4 separate regions of the Mus musculus genome follow, and all the other regions are linked to region 3. Evidence: chromatin contacts called from public ChIA-PET, Hi-C and promoter capture Hi-C data. All regions are on one chromosome and are shown on one strand. Each heading gives the region's core, a stretch centred on a gene start, on an enhancer-like site or on the middle of the called end of the contact. The rest is flanking DNA. Distances are from core to core; before and after follow the strand shown.

Region 1 (2,862 bases), core at 39-2,538, 130 kb after region 3:
TAGACACTGGGTAGACAGCAAAGTACCAAATGGACTGACAAGACTATTAGCATCCAGAAGGTTCTCATCATAGTAGGATCTGAGCATGCGTTCTCTCTGTAGGAACCTTCTGATGCTCTCCCCCAGATTCAAAGCCAGCATCTCTGATGTTCCCCCAGGACGAACTTAAGCTGCTACCGTTTCGTTCACTGACTTTGCTACTCCAGGGCTATAGTACCAAAGACCTGGGCCTTTTCAAAGACCTGGGCCTTTTCAGTTAGTTGAACGTGCACACCCCACAGGACACAGTATTCTTGCTTGGGGGGCCCTGGACACTGACTCCTCTCTTTGTTCGGAAACCTGCAAGATTTCCTAAAGCTCCCTTCTGTCACCTGCAAGCCACTGTGAGCAACATGGAGTCACATCCCTAGCCCTCTCTTTTCTTTTAGTTTTAACACATGGCTTTTTAAAGTTTGCCCGGACTAGTCTTTTTCTTTTCTTTTCTTTTCTTTCTTTTTTTTTGGTTTTTCGAGACAGGGTTTCTCTGCTGGCCTCGAACTCAGAAATCCACCTGCCTCTGCCTCCCAAGTGCTGGGATTAAAGAAAGGTGTGCGCCACCACGCCCGGCGCCCCGGCTAGTCTTGAACTCACTCTGTTACAAGAATAATCTTAAAGCCCAGACGCCTCTCCCACCTCTACCTCCCAAGTATTCCGATTACAGGGTTTTGCTTTGAGGTCCATGCTGGAGTGGAACTTACTGTCATCCTCCTGTCTTAGTCTTTAAAGTGCTGGGTTTCAGGCTTGCCCCAGAATGTCCTGTGCTTAACGCTTTTATTTTCAGTCTTGACGATAGACTTGAGGTCTCACTCACTCAGTATCTTATGTTACATTATATACCCCATGTATCCCTGCTACAGCATCCCTGTGAGTGAGCACACGCGACACGGACACGCATTTTAGAGGTCTTCTGCACGCGTTTTAGGCTTAAGACATCTCCGCAGCTAAAGTGAGTGTTGGAGGAGCAACTTAATTTGAATAAGTGAATGAATGAACGAACGAACGAGGGCAATAAGTAAACAGAGCAACACCCGGTAAGTTGTGCAATAAGTGAGGGCGTGGAACATGCTTATCGCGCCTGCGCAGGCGAGGCACTCTTTTTGGCAGCAAGCGCACCTTTTGCAGGCGCGGCGCGGCGGAGGGTTACAGAAGAGGGCGTGGTCTCAAGAGGCGTGGCTTTCTGGAGGCGTGGCGAAGGCTGCTGGGGGTGTGACCAGGCCGGATGTCCCACAGGCCGCGCCGGCGCTGGTTCAGTCTCGCGCTGTGGTTCGTCGGCGCACCGCTGATCCGCTCCACGCCTTGCGCTCTCCGCTCTCAGCCAAAGCCCGGCAGCCCCGGCCACGCAGCTCCGCAACCATGTCCAAGCTGGCGCGGCTCGAGCGCGAGGAGATCATGGAGTGCCAGGTGATGTGGGAGCCTGACAGCAAGAAGGACACGCAGATGGACCGCTTCCGGGCGGCCGTGGGTACCGCCTGCGGCCTGGCGCTTGGTGAGTACGGGGCACGCGGCTAGTGCACCCCCCCCCGTCACGGGCCTTCCCGGAAGCTGTTCCCTCCAGGGAGGACCGCCCTAGGAAGGTCCCTGCTAGCTGTTGGGATAAGCCTCTGTTGGATGGATATCCGACCAGTGTTCCTGTCTTACAGTCGGGGAAGCCCCCTGCTTTGGGGGTACCCCTCTAGGGAGGTCCCTCCCTTTCCCTACTTAGGTACCTTGATGAATGGCACAGGGATTGGGGGATCCTCGTTGCCTTGGGGGTCCCCCTCTAGAGAGGTTCTCCTAGATGTTGCCGTGGGCCTCTGATGGATGGATGGCTAGTGTCCCTGTCTTTGGGTTGGGGGAGCCCCCTGGCTCTGGGCCCTCCTCTAGGAGGTGCTGGTCTTCTGATGATGTTTCCTTCACTGTTTTGGGAAGCATCACCGCCTGGCCTGTAGAGGCCCCCTTTCTGCAGGCGAGTCACCCTCTGGAAGTGGCAGACACCCTCTGGTTCCTCCGATCTTTTGCTAGGCTTGCCTGCTTGGGAAATGTCTCCTGAGGTCTTGACTTCCATTCGTTGGGGGCTTCCTTCGGGCCTTATCTGCAGTTCTTTTTGAGTTCACGGGTTTCATGTGACAGGCTCCCTCCATCTGCCTTTTGCTAGGGACCAGCTTGAAATTTCAGGTTCCTGAAAAGGTCAGAGTTCGTTCCTCCTCCTTCCTTTAAAGTTAATTAAGGTAGAGTCCTTTCTTACCCCAGCTCTAAACAGATCCTGCTTCCAGCCACCACCCTGGTCTGTGTGATTATGGGTGGGGCAGAGGCCCTTGGCAGGCGAGGTTCTTGTCCATATGCCGTTCCCAGGGATCCATGGGGCTTGCTTAGTCCCTCCACCTGCTCTGCCCCCCTTCTCAGGTGTTTGCCTGGGGTTTTCAGTTCGAGTTGGTTGGTTGATTGTCTTCTTCATTTTCACCTCCGTTACCCCTCTAATTGCAGGGATCCCCTTGTCTCCGTTGGCATCAATGTCTGTCTTGGCTCCCAGGATCTGTCTCCGGATCCTTCCTGAATCTTTTCTTTTTCCCACCCTGAGCACCAGCCCTCTGAGTCTTCTTCCTAGTGTCTCAGCAGCACTTGGCTGTCCTTCTCCCGCCCCCTATGCGTGGTGCACCCCCTTGCTGGCTGGAGGGTAATCTCCAAATGCAGGTCTTTTGTGTTGCTGGTCTTCCAGGCTGTCCACAGTCCCTTGTTGCTTATGCGCCTGCACCCCGCTGCTGGAGAGCCAGGAGATGGAGGTAGAGCTTCCACAGGGTTCTTTTTCTTCCCTAATAGGGCTCCGAACCTTCCCTCCCATCCCTC
Region 2 (3,001 bases), core at 283-2,782, 180 kb before region 3:
CTCCATAGAACAGATGACCCTTGGTCCCCAGATAAAAGAAGTGTGGATGGGCAGAGACCTTGGAACCCAATCACAAGCAAGACCCAGACCCTGCCCTGCAGCCCACACTCCAAGCCAGGCCACCATTGCCCCCGTGTCTGGAGCAAGGCACCCGGCATTCAGTTCCTACTTAGGACCCTCCACTTCCACACAGCCCCCGACAGATACCTAGAGAAGTAACACTGCTCACCAGGAGCTATCTTCCCCTACATGAACTCCCCGCAGCTCTAGATAGCCACGAAACCCAACTGCAGGAACATCAAGAGAGACAATATTCTACAGAAGCCCTTAACTAGACACAGATCTAGTCCAGCCCTCAACGTGCACGTGATACACACACACACCACACCACACCCCGTCCCAGCCCCATGACAATCCTATATAAACGGCTGTCTGAGGACTTGGACCAAGACAGCCCAGCTACCCAAAGCTGGAGTGGCCAGATCCCCAAAGCTCTGTGGGACCTGGGGGATTCCCCCACCCTCCCAGGATAGCCCGGCCGGGTACATCTTTCCACACCAGGTAAACAGGAAGCCTACCCTGTCCCCCAGGGGCCTGTGTCACTGTGGGAGCCAACAGCTGAGACAGCCAAGCAAAGGAGGCCGCTCCACCGCCCTTCCATTTAGAAGCCGCGGGGACATTTTATTTTCCTTCTCAAGTGACAGCCTAGACGCCCGCCCTCAGCGGCTCTCCTTGAAGCTGCAGAGAAGCAATCACAGGGAGGCCACCAAGGTCTCAGCTCCAGCAGCTCGGCTGCCACGGCCACGGCAGGAGGCGGATGGCGGCCACCTCACCCCTGCAGCCCTCCCAGGAGCAGGGCAGGGGCTGTGAAACCAAGGCCAAGAGGGCTGGTAGCACAGGGGTGGGATGGGGTGGAGGGGACACCACATGACAGGGCCTTAGTGACAAGAGTGAGGGGACACGGGCTGTACCAAGAGAATCACAAGGTCAGGAGGGAAACTGAAAGCAGAGCTGCCCCCCAAGTACACCTGCCTGCTCCCCAAGACATCAGGCCCCTTCAGTCTGGGTACAGTGATGGGGGGGGGGGGGCGCGAGCAGGGGGAAGGAGCTGACATCATGGGAACAATACCCAGAGCCACCATGTGGGCTTTGTACCAGCCACTGTAATGTCTCCTCAACCCTATGAGGAAAGTGACAGTCTTCCCGACTCCACAAATGGATAAACCCCCCCACAGCCCCAGAACCACAGGGACAGGGAGAAATGGGGGATGGGGAGCGGTACTCCATCCTCACTCGGGACTTGGGAACCTGGCCCTCCACCCATACACGTGGCTGCTCAGACAAGCCATCTAGCTTCTCACCCAGGGCAGGATGGGGATGGGGTGGGGAGGAGGGGAGGGGAGGGACCATCTACACAAGGCAGAACCAGAGGGAGCAATTAGAGGCCGAGGCCAGGATGAAGCCGCATCGACCGACCGCCTTCCCAGGGAAAGGGCCTCTCTGTGGTCAGAGGAAGTCTGGCTCACAGCCAAACACAGGGCCAGGCCAGGACAAACCGGGCCGGGAGCCCACAGAGGCCCAGGCAACCCGAGACACCATCTGCTATCCACCTGTCCGTCAGCCATCACGCACATGGGCCCAGCCCCATGCAAACCTTCACTCCCAACAAGTGCCGCTCTGGTATTATTACTACTATTGTAACTAGTTTTGTTTTTCTGAGCAGCTAGGGGTAGGGTAGAAGAACCTAGGCCCCCAGGCATGTCAGAGCAAGCACCCTACCACTAAGCTACTACATCGCCAGCACATTTTACCACGTTCCACGCAGGGTGGGGGGGACGACACAGGAAAAAGGGTCAAGGCCCCACAGAGAGGACTTAACCTTCCCAGCTGTCTCTGTGTACTCCTGGCCTGGGGAACAAGGTGGGGCAGAGACCAGGAGAGCAGATGGGGGGTGCTGCCCTTGGGGCTCATCTGCAGAGAGGACATAGCATGGCTGCTCACAGGCCTGGGTCGGAAAACAGCCAACAATCCCCACCAAGCTTGCTCCAGGAGGCTCAATCCAGTGCCTAGGCAAAGTCAGGCTTCCTGCAGAGGGTCCCAGTCTCAGCCCATGGAAGAGGAACAGGCTACTAGAGGCTGAATGTGCTGGGCCAGGGGCTGCGGCGGAGATCAGGGCCACGATCGATCTCCAGAATGCAATTAATTGCCTGGGTCAAGAGGCGGATTAAAGAGATCTGTCACCCGGGGCTCAGGGGACAGTCAAGAGTCTCGAAACCAGAGATAGAAGAGGCAGCTGGCATGGAAGGGGTCGTGTGGGAGGCAGACCCTTCCTACTCCCCATTCACAAAGTCCCCTGTGTGAGCTGACACTGCCTGCCACGGTTGTCTACCTCACGGTGCCCAATGCAGATCCAGGAGGAAAATTCCCTCATACCCCTGCAGTAAGGATCAGCCCTAAGAGACTGGCTCGGCATGCTCTGCCCTGTTCTCGCTGCAAGCTGGGGTTACCCTGAGTCACCTCCATGCGTCCACACTACCAAATGAGGTAACATCTCAGCACCCCTCCACCCTCCACGCCACACCACACCACAGCTTTGCCGCTCTGTGTTCTGAGATGTTGATCCCAGACTCTCTCTTGGGCTGATCATACAATCAGAGAAACTGAGGCTCAAGGAGGCCAAGGTGGGGGAGACACTATTCCTAGAGGCTCAGCATGTGTTTGGAAGCCAAGGTCACATGGGCTAAGGGGAAAGAGAGGCCCAGCACTCTGCACTCCAGGAGTGACCAGGAACGATGTACAGCCTGGTCCAGATAGGTTTCTGCTTTGGGCTGTGACTCTCCCAGAACCACTGGGAGGCTGTGTGCCAGGTCCAAGGGACTCCAGATCCCAGACACAAGCGAGGAAGCCTGCCCATCACAAGGACAGCGGTCAAGCTCATCCCTGGCCAGCAAGATGGGCCTGGAGCCTTACAATCTGGAACCAATTCTTAATCTTAGGAGAG
Region 3 (2,700 bases), core at 146-2,645:
AGGCCCAGAGCAATTCTGATGCTCCAACAAGAAGGATCTTCCCTCTACCCAAGACAGGGCAACTCCTGGGACCTTCATGTACAAGGGTTGAAAATTCTAAGCAAGAGAAATGACAGTGTGGCCAAGAGAACTCGGAAATACCCACCACAACTCCAGGAAAGCCACCTGTGGCTCCATCCTGAAGACCCGCCAGGACCTGGCAGGTAGCGGCCAGCCCAAGAGGGAGTATCCCTCATTCATTCCCTCCTTTCAGCGGGCGATGGGACATGGGACACGAAGCCATTCTTAAACTCCCAGTAAACAAACCCGCTAAGAGGAAAGATGTCAGTCAAACCCTGTGACAACAGCCCCTTCTGGATCCCAGATCCAGTTCTAACTGGATGTTCCCTGAGAGCCAGCCCCCGTTTCCCCTTCCGCAGTAACCCTGCGTCTCAGAAAACACAATTACTCGGTAATCTCCAGGACTTAATGAGCTCCCGGCTCAAATAGAAGGACACCGGATCCCAGGGCAGAGTCTGTGGCTGGACCGGCACCACCCGCCTAATATCGGTGCCCGGTTGAAAGGGCAAAACAGGGCCTAAGGCTGAGATCAAGGGAGAGGCTGGGCTGCCTATCCTCGGCAGACCTGAGTCGTGTCTACCTCTGCCAGAGCGTGGGGGGCAGAAAGCAGCTTAACTCTCGAGACTGGCAGGCAGTGTGGGGGCGAGCCAGGGCATCTCTGGGGCATCTGGGCGGGAGGAAACAGGCAGAGCACCCAAAGAACTGGAGCCCGTGGGAGCCTCACAGATGTACAGGGGTTTCGCGCAGCTCTGAGGTTACTAGGTACAGTCACCGGCCGGCGCGTTCAGAAGGGCTGGAGGTCGCGACAGCTACAGTCGAAACTCAGGGACAACCAGGCCATACTTCTGCTTCAGTGAGGTTTAGGCTCCTGGGACGCTGGTGACTCAGACCAAGCCTCTGGGGTGAGCCTGGGCCTCCCTGGTGGTGAGGAGGTAGCTCCACCGTCCCACCCTGCGTCCCGATCCCCAACCCCCATCTCCCCAAGACACTTCACTCACCTTGAGCACCTGCTGCTTGATGAGGGAGGGCACCATGAGGATCATGACAACGCCGAGCGCAGCAAACAGCAGCCCCAGGGCGCCCAACCCCAAGGCCACCCAGCGCGCCCTGGAGCTGCCGCCCATGTCCGCGTGCGCGGAAGGGGCTCTCGGGGCTCAGGACCTGAAGGAGACGGAGACAGAGGTGACGGAGGCCACAGAGATGACAGAAGCCGAGACTCCCTCAGCAGCAAGGTGTGTGCCTGGCGGTGGCCGGAGCAGCAGTAGCCCTGCAGGTGGCCAGAGGCTTTATGCGCCATGGCCCGGGCAGCCCGCCCCCGAGTTCGGCGCGGGATTCCGGCGAGGGGTGGGAAGAGGCGGGGAGTGGGCGGTGCTCTGATGGTGAGGCGTGGGCGTGGCTTCCTTTGGGCGCCGCCCCTCCGAGCTGCTGGGCTTTCCTGGTGGTTGCTGGTCTAGGTGGGAACCGATGTGCCCTCTACAGAGGGCAGAAGACCCTGGCACCGTCTGCATCCACTACCCCCGCCCCTGCGACCTCTTCTTTCTTCCGGACTCCTGCGAATGCCTCCCGCTCCCCTGCATTAAAATCAGTTGCAGTCAGCCCGGGCCAGCCTCTGGGCCATGAACGCCCTCCACTCAAAATTCCGTGTCCCTCGGGGCCCTTTGCACTTCCCCCACTCGGAATTCCATATCCCTTTGGGCTTTTGCACACCCTCCATTCTGTGTCCCTCGTGGCCTTTGCACACTGTCCCCTCGGAATTCCATGTCTCCCGGGACCTTTGCACACCCTTCGTACAGAATTCTGTGTCCCTCGAGGCCTTAAGCATACCCTCCACTCAAAACTCCAGGCCCCAGACACGCGCTGGGCCCCTGACTCCATCCAGGAATGTGTTCGAGGGGCTTATCAGACTGCCTGGCGGCTATGCTCTCTGCTGACTCTTCCTTATCACCCAGAGACACCACCAGCTCAGTTGAGCTCAGTTATGCGTTCTTTGGCCATGAACCCCACTCAGGATACCAGCAGGGTGGTAGGGACTCTGTCTTTCCCTGCTCTGCCCAGTGCCCAGTTAGCTCGTTCTCAGACCACAGCCAGAGCCTTTAAGCCTTTAATTCTAAATGCTTCGTGTTACAGCCAAAAAAAAAAAAAAAAAAAAAAAAAAAAAAAAAAAAAACCCTGAGGCATGGGGTGACTTCCTTCCTCAGTGAGGCCAAGGCCTGCATTCCACTCAGGACACAAAAAGTGGATACGGAGCTGAGAAAACCCAGCCCCACACCTGTTAAAACCGAGTCCCAGCTCCTGTTAAAACCCAGTAGGACTGCTCTTGAAGACCACCTTCAGCAATATGACCCAGAGTTAGCTCATATTGAGTCAGAGTAGGTTCTCCAGAGACAGCCAAGTCATATTTCCAGCCCTGACAGATTCCACCCATCACATGGAATAAAGACTTAGCTGTGCAAAGGACCGTATTGGTAGAGTGCTTGACACCTGATATTGGTCGCCAGCATCCGTGTTCAGGTGAGATACCCAGGCCTGAAGAGATGGCTCAGAGGTAGACATGGCTCAGTGGTTAAGAGCACTTGCTGCTCTTGCAGAGGACCTGGGTTCAGTCCCCAGAACCCACATGACAGCTCACAGCCATCCTTA
Region 4 (2,761 bases), core at 135-2,634, 140 kb before region 3:
ACACCAGGGGCAAGAGCTACCTGCTAAATGCAAGGCAGAGCTTCCAGAATACTTTCCTTTTACCCTTTGCTCTTCTAAGACCCATGGGGGTCACTGACCTCTGGGACTCGCAGGGCCAGCTGCTCACATCTGCCTTCCAACTCCCTGAACACACTGAGCAAGTCCTGTCCCAGGGCGTTTGCACACACCTGCTTCCTTGCTGGCTGGCTTGTCCTTAGGACTTCTCCAGGTTATCTCCACAGAATCTTCCCCAGCATCCCTGAGGCTGTCCATCATCCTCACCCCTCACCAGGCCATCCTGTCCTGGCTCCACAACAAAGTTCCCATGTCCCTTCCTTTGATGTCCAGAGCAAGGAGCTTGCCCCTGGCCCTGGCCCCTGACACAAAGGTGAAAGGCAGGTTTCAGGTGTTCCTATTTAAAATAACTGCACAGGCGGCTCAATGTTACATAGTAGCTCATACACAGAGCACCCAGGAGGAATCAATGTCAGCTGGACCGCCTCCAACCCAGAATACTCCAGGGATGGCTCCAAGGGGACCCCCACATGCCCCCACTCTGCACAGCTCCTCCTCAGGAGCAGCTAGGTGGCTGGCAGCTGCTTCCCCTGAGGCTCAGAGCCAGACTGTGGTGGCAGAATTAATCTGCCCTTGGGCTGAGCTGGCTCCAGTCCCAGCTAGGTGGTGACTGTCGCTCTGATAGAACAGGGCACCTCTCGCCATGGCAACGGGGACATTACCCGGAGAAGTGTCTGTGCACAAAAGGGGGGAGTCAGGAGACACCCACAGGCTTCAGCAGGAATGTGGTGTCGCAGCCCTCAGTCTGCTGGGGGGTGGGAGGGACAGCTGCAGGGAGGCGGCCTGTGTTCTGTTCTTCCGGCAGCAGGTGGGGGGGGGCTGGTGGAGGGGACACTAGAGCCCACAAGTGCCCAGCCTCCTCCCAGCCCCTCTGAAGTGAGCCTGGCATCAATGAGGGGACAAGAGGAACAAGGTAGTCCCCTCAGAATCTAGGAGTTGGGAGCCAGTGAGGGCAGGTCATTGTGGTCTGTAAGTGTCAGAGGCATCCTTTGTACCGTGATTCTTTGATTTGTCTGTTGCTACTGAGACAGGGTCTCCCGTAGCCCAGGCTAGCCTTGAACTCACTCTGCAGCCAAGGATGACCTTGAACTCTTGCTCCTCCTGCATCCACCTCCCAAGTGCCTGGATCAAAAGAGGCTAGCACCACTTCTGCTGGCTTCCCACCTTCTTCAGCTAGTGACGCAGAGTTCTTAGAGCTTCCCTGCATCGCCAGAACGTTCTCTTCACTCAGCAGGGAAGTGACGAGTCTTTCAGACCATCCTGTTGCCAGTTCCCCAGCCTCTGAGAGCCACTCTCCCGTGTCTTCTCTGTGGATCTGCCAGTTCTGGGCACTCGGCCTTCTGCCTTTGTCTGTCACAAAGCACGAGGTCTCCGAGGCTGACTCAGGTCGTGGCTCACATTGGCACGCCAGTCTGTTTAACAGCTGAGTCTCTGTCACAACTAGCAGTCTCCAGCTGCTGGACACTGGGTAACATCCATTTTTTTGTGTGTATGTGCGAATTTCTTTGTGTGTGTGTGTTGCAGACATGTTTGTGTACACACACACACACACACACACACACACACACACACACACACGGAGCCTAGAGATCAACCTTGGGAGTTGTTCCTCAGGAGATTTCCACGTTGTTTTTGTTTTGCTTCGTGGCAGAGTCTCTTCTCTCATTGGCCTGGAGCTCACAGGTTCACCATCAAGCCCCAGACATGCTGGAGGGCAGGCTAGAGCAATGGTTAGTGCTGAAGTGCTGCCGCTCCCCCTGGGAAGTGGTAATTTGCTGGAACATCCAAGGGCAGTTATTTGGCAGAGGCATCCCTGAGCCACCTGCTGGTCCTGAGCCTCAAGGGCAGAGATGCAGGCTTTCCGGGAAGAAGGTTCGGGAGTGTCTTGGCCCCTAGCAGATGGTACCTCTTGGAGCTGACACCACAGTCTGCTAGGGAATGTATCATCTTCCCTTTAACCTTGCCCTTCCTCTTTGAGGGTGACTCACGTTCTTGGCCTCACTGCAGCGGGTGAGCGCACTGTCATGGTGTTCTGATGGCTGCAGCCTCCTTCTGGGCTGCTCTTAGTGATGCTGGAGTCTTTGACATAACGAGAAGAACAGTTAAAAGAACGCAGGTCCACAAAGCTCACAGCAGCCTGTCCTGTTTACTGGAGGACTGACCAGCTCCCAATTTAGCATAATAGCATATTCTGAGTATTTACTTTAAAGATTAGTTAATTCTTATTTTTTTTAAAAAAATTTTTATAGGTAGGGTTTCTCTGTGTAGCCCTGGATGTCCTAGAACTCACTCTGTAGACCAGGCTGCCCTTAAACTTAGAGATCTGCCTGCCTCTGCCTCCAGAGTGCTAGGATTCAAAGTGTGTCCCACCAAAGTGCATTTATTTTTATTTGATGTGGATGAGTGTTTTGCCTGTCTGTATGTGCACCACATGTATGCATTACCCAAGAAGACCAGAAGAGGGCACCAGATCCCCTGGAACCTGACAAAGGCGCTGGGAGTGGAAACACAGCCCTCTGATAGAGCAATATATATATATATATATATATATATTTATTTATTTATTTATTTATTTATTTATTATATCTTAAGTACACTGTAGCTGACTTCAGACACACCAGAAGAGGGCATCAGATTTCATTACGGGCGGTTGTGGGCCACCATGTGGTTGCTGGGATTTGAACTC

The links. Hi-C and Micro-C count contacts between places; a contact is called where the count stands out from the background. ChIA-PET counts read pairs in DNA pulled down with a chosen protein or histone mark. Capture Hi-C pulls out chosen DNA fragments and counts their contacts.
Region 1: a promoter capture Hi-C map of adipose tissue shows a contact between it and region 3. The contact joins the promoter of Aacs here to the promoter of Scarb1 in region 3. A contact is called at or near these places in 2 of 39 promoter capture datasets (the C10 cell line and neutrophils), 3 of 484 Hi-C or Micro-C datasets (brown adipocytes, peritoneal macrophages and uterus), 3 of 115 datasets of contacts at active chromatin or transcription factors (the SCID.adh cell line, pancreatic cancer cells and pro-B cells) and 3 of 9 other capture datasets (adipose tissue, liver and pancreatic islet).
Region 2: an RNA polymerase II ChIA-PET map of memory CD8 T cells shows a contact between it and region 3, with 14 read pairs. The contact joins the enhancer-like site here to the promoter of Scarb1 in region 3. A contact is called at or near these places in 5 of 115 datasets of contacts at active chromatin or transcription factors (craniofacial prominence, embryonic stem cells, memory CD8 T cells and 2 more) and 2 of 9 other capture datasets (adipose tissue and liver).
Region 4: a Hi-C map of CD8 T cells shows a contact between it and region 3, with 1.6 times the contacts expected there. The contact joins the enhancer-like site here to the promoter of Scarb1 in region 3. A contact is called at or near these places in 8 of 484 Hi-C or Micro-C datasets (CD8 T cells, embryonic stem cells, erythroblasts and 2 more), 2 of 115 datasets of contacts at active chromatin or transcription factors (embryonic stem cells and pancreatic cancer cells) and 2 of 9 other capture datasets (adipose tissue and liver).

The regions. Positions count from the first base shown.
Region 1 is chr5:125,474,585-125,477,446 of GRCm38.p6, forward strand. It overlaps Aacs (acetoacetyl-CoA synthetase), which reads left to right and starts at 1,289. Exons shown (of 18, transcript NM_030210.2): 1 at 1,289-1,525. The coding sequence starts at 1,393.
Region 2 is chr5:125,157,994-125,160,994 of GRCm38.p6, forward strand. The region is part of intron 1 of Ncor2 (nuclear receptor co-repressor 2); the gene reads right to left. Among named protein-coding and RNA genes, the nearest start is that of Ncor2, 20 kb to the right of the region's middle. Within about 2 kb of position 1,533, at least 211 of the 459 cell types and tissues checked have an H3K27ac peak or open chromatin away from gene starts, as enhancers often do. A contact at or near this core is called in adipose tissue, craniofacial prominence, embryonic stem cells and 2 more, where this site is marked.
Region 3 is chr5:125,339,699-125,342,398 of GRCm38.p6, forward strand. Scarb1 (scavenger receptor class B, member 1) reads right to left here and starts at 1,396. Exons shown (of 13, transcript NM_016741.2): 1 at 1,059-1,396. The coding sequence starts at 1,184.
Region 4 is chr5:125,202,582-125,205,342 of GRCm38.p6, forward strand. No RefSeq gene overlaps it. Among named protein-coding and RNA genes, the nearest start is that of Ncor2, 25 kb to the left of the region's middle. Within about 2 kb of position 1,385, at least 121 of the 459 cell types and tissues checked have an H3K27ac peak or open chromatin away from gene starts, as enhancers often do. A contact at or near this core is called in CD8 T cells and myocytes, where this site is marked.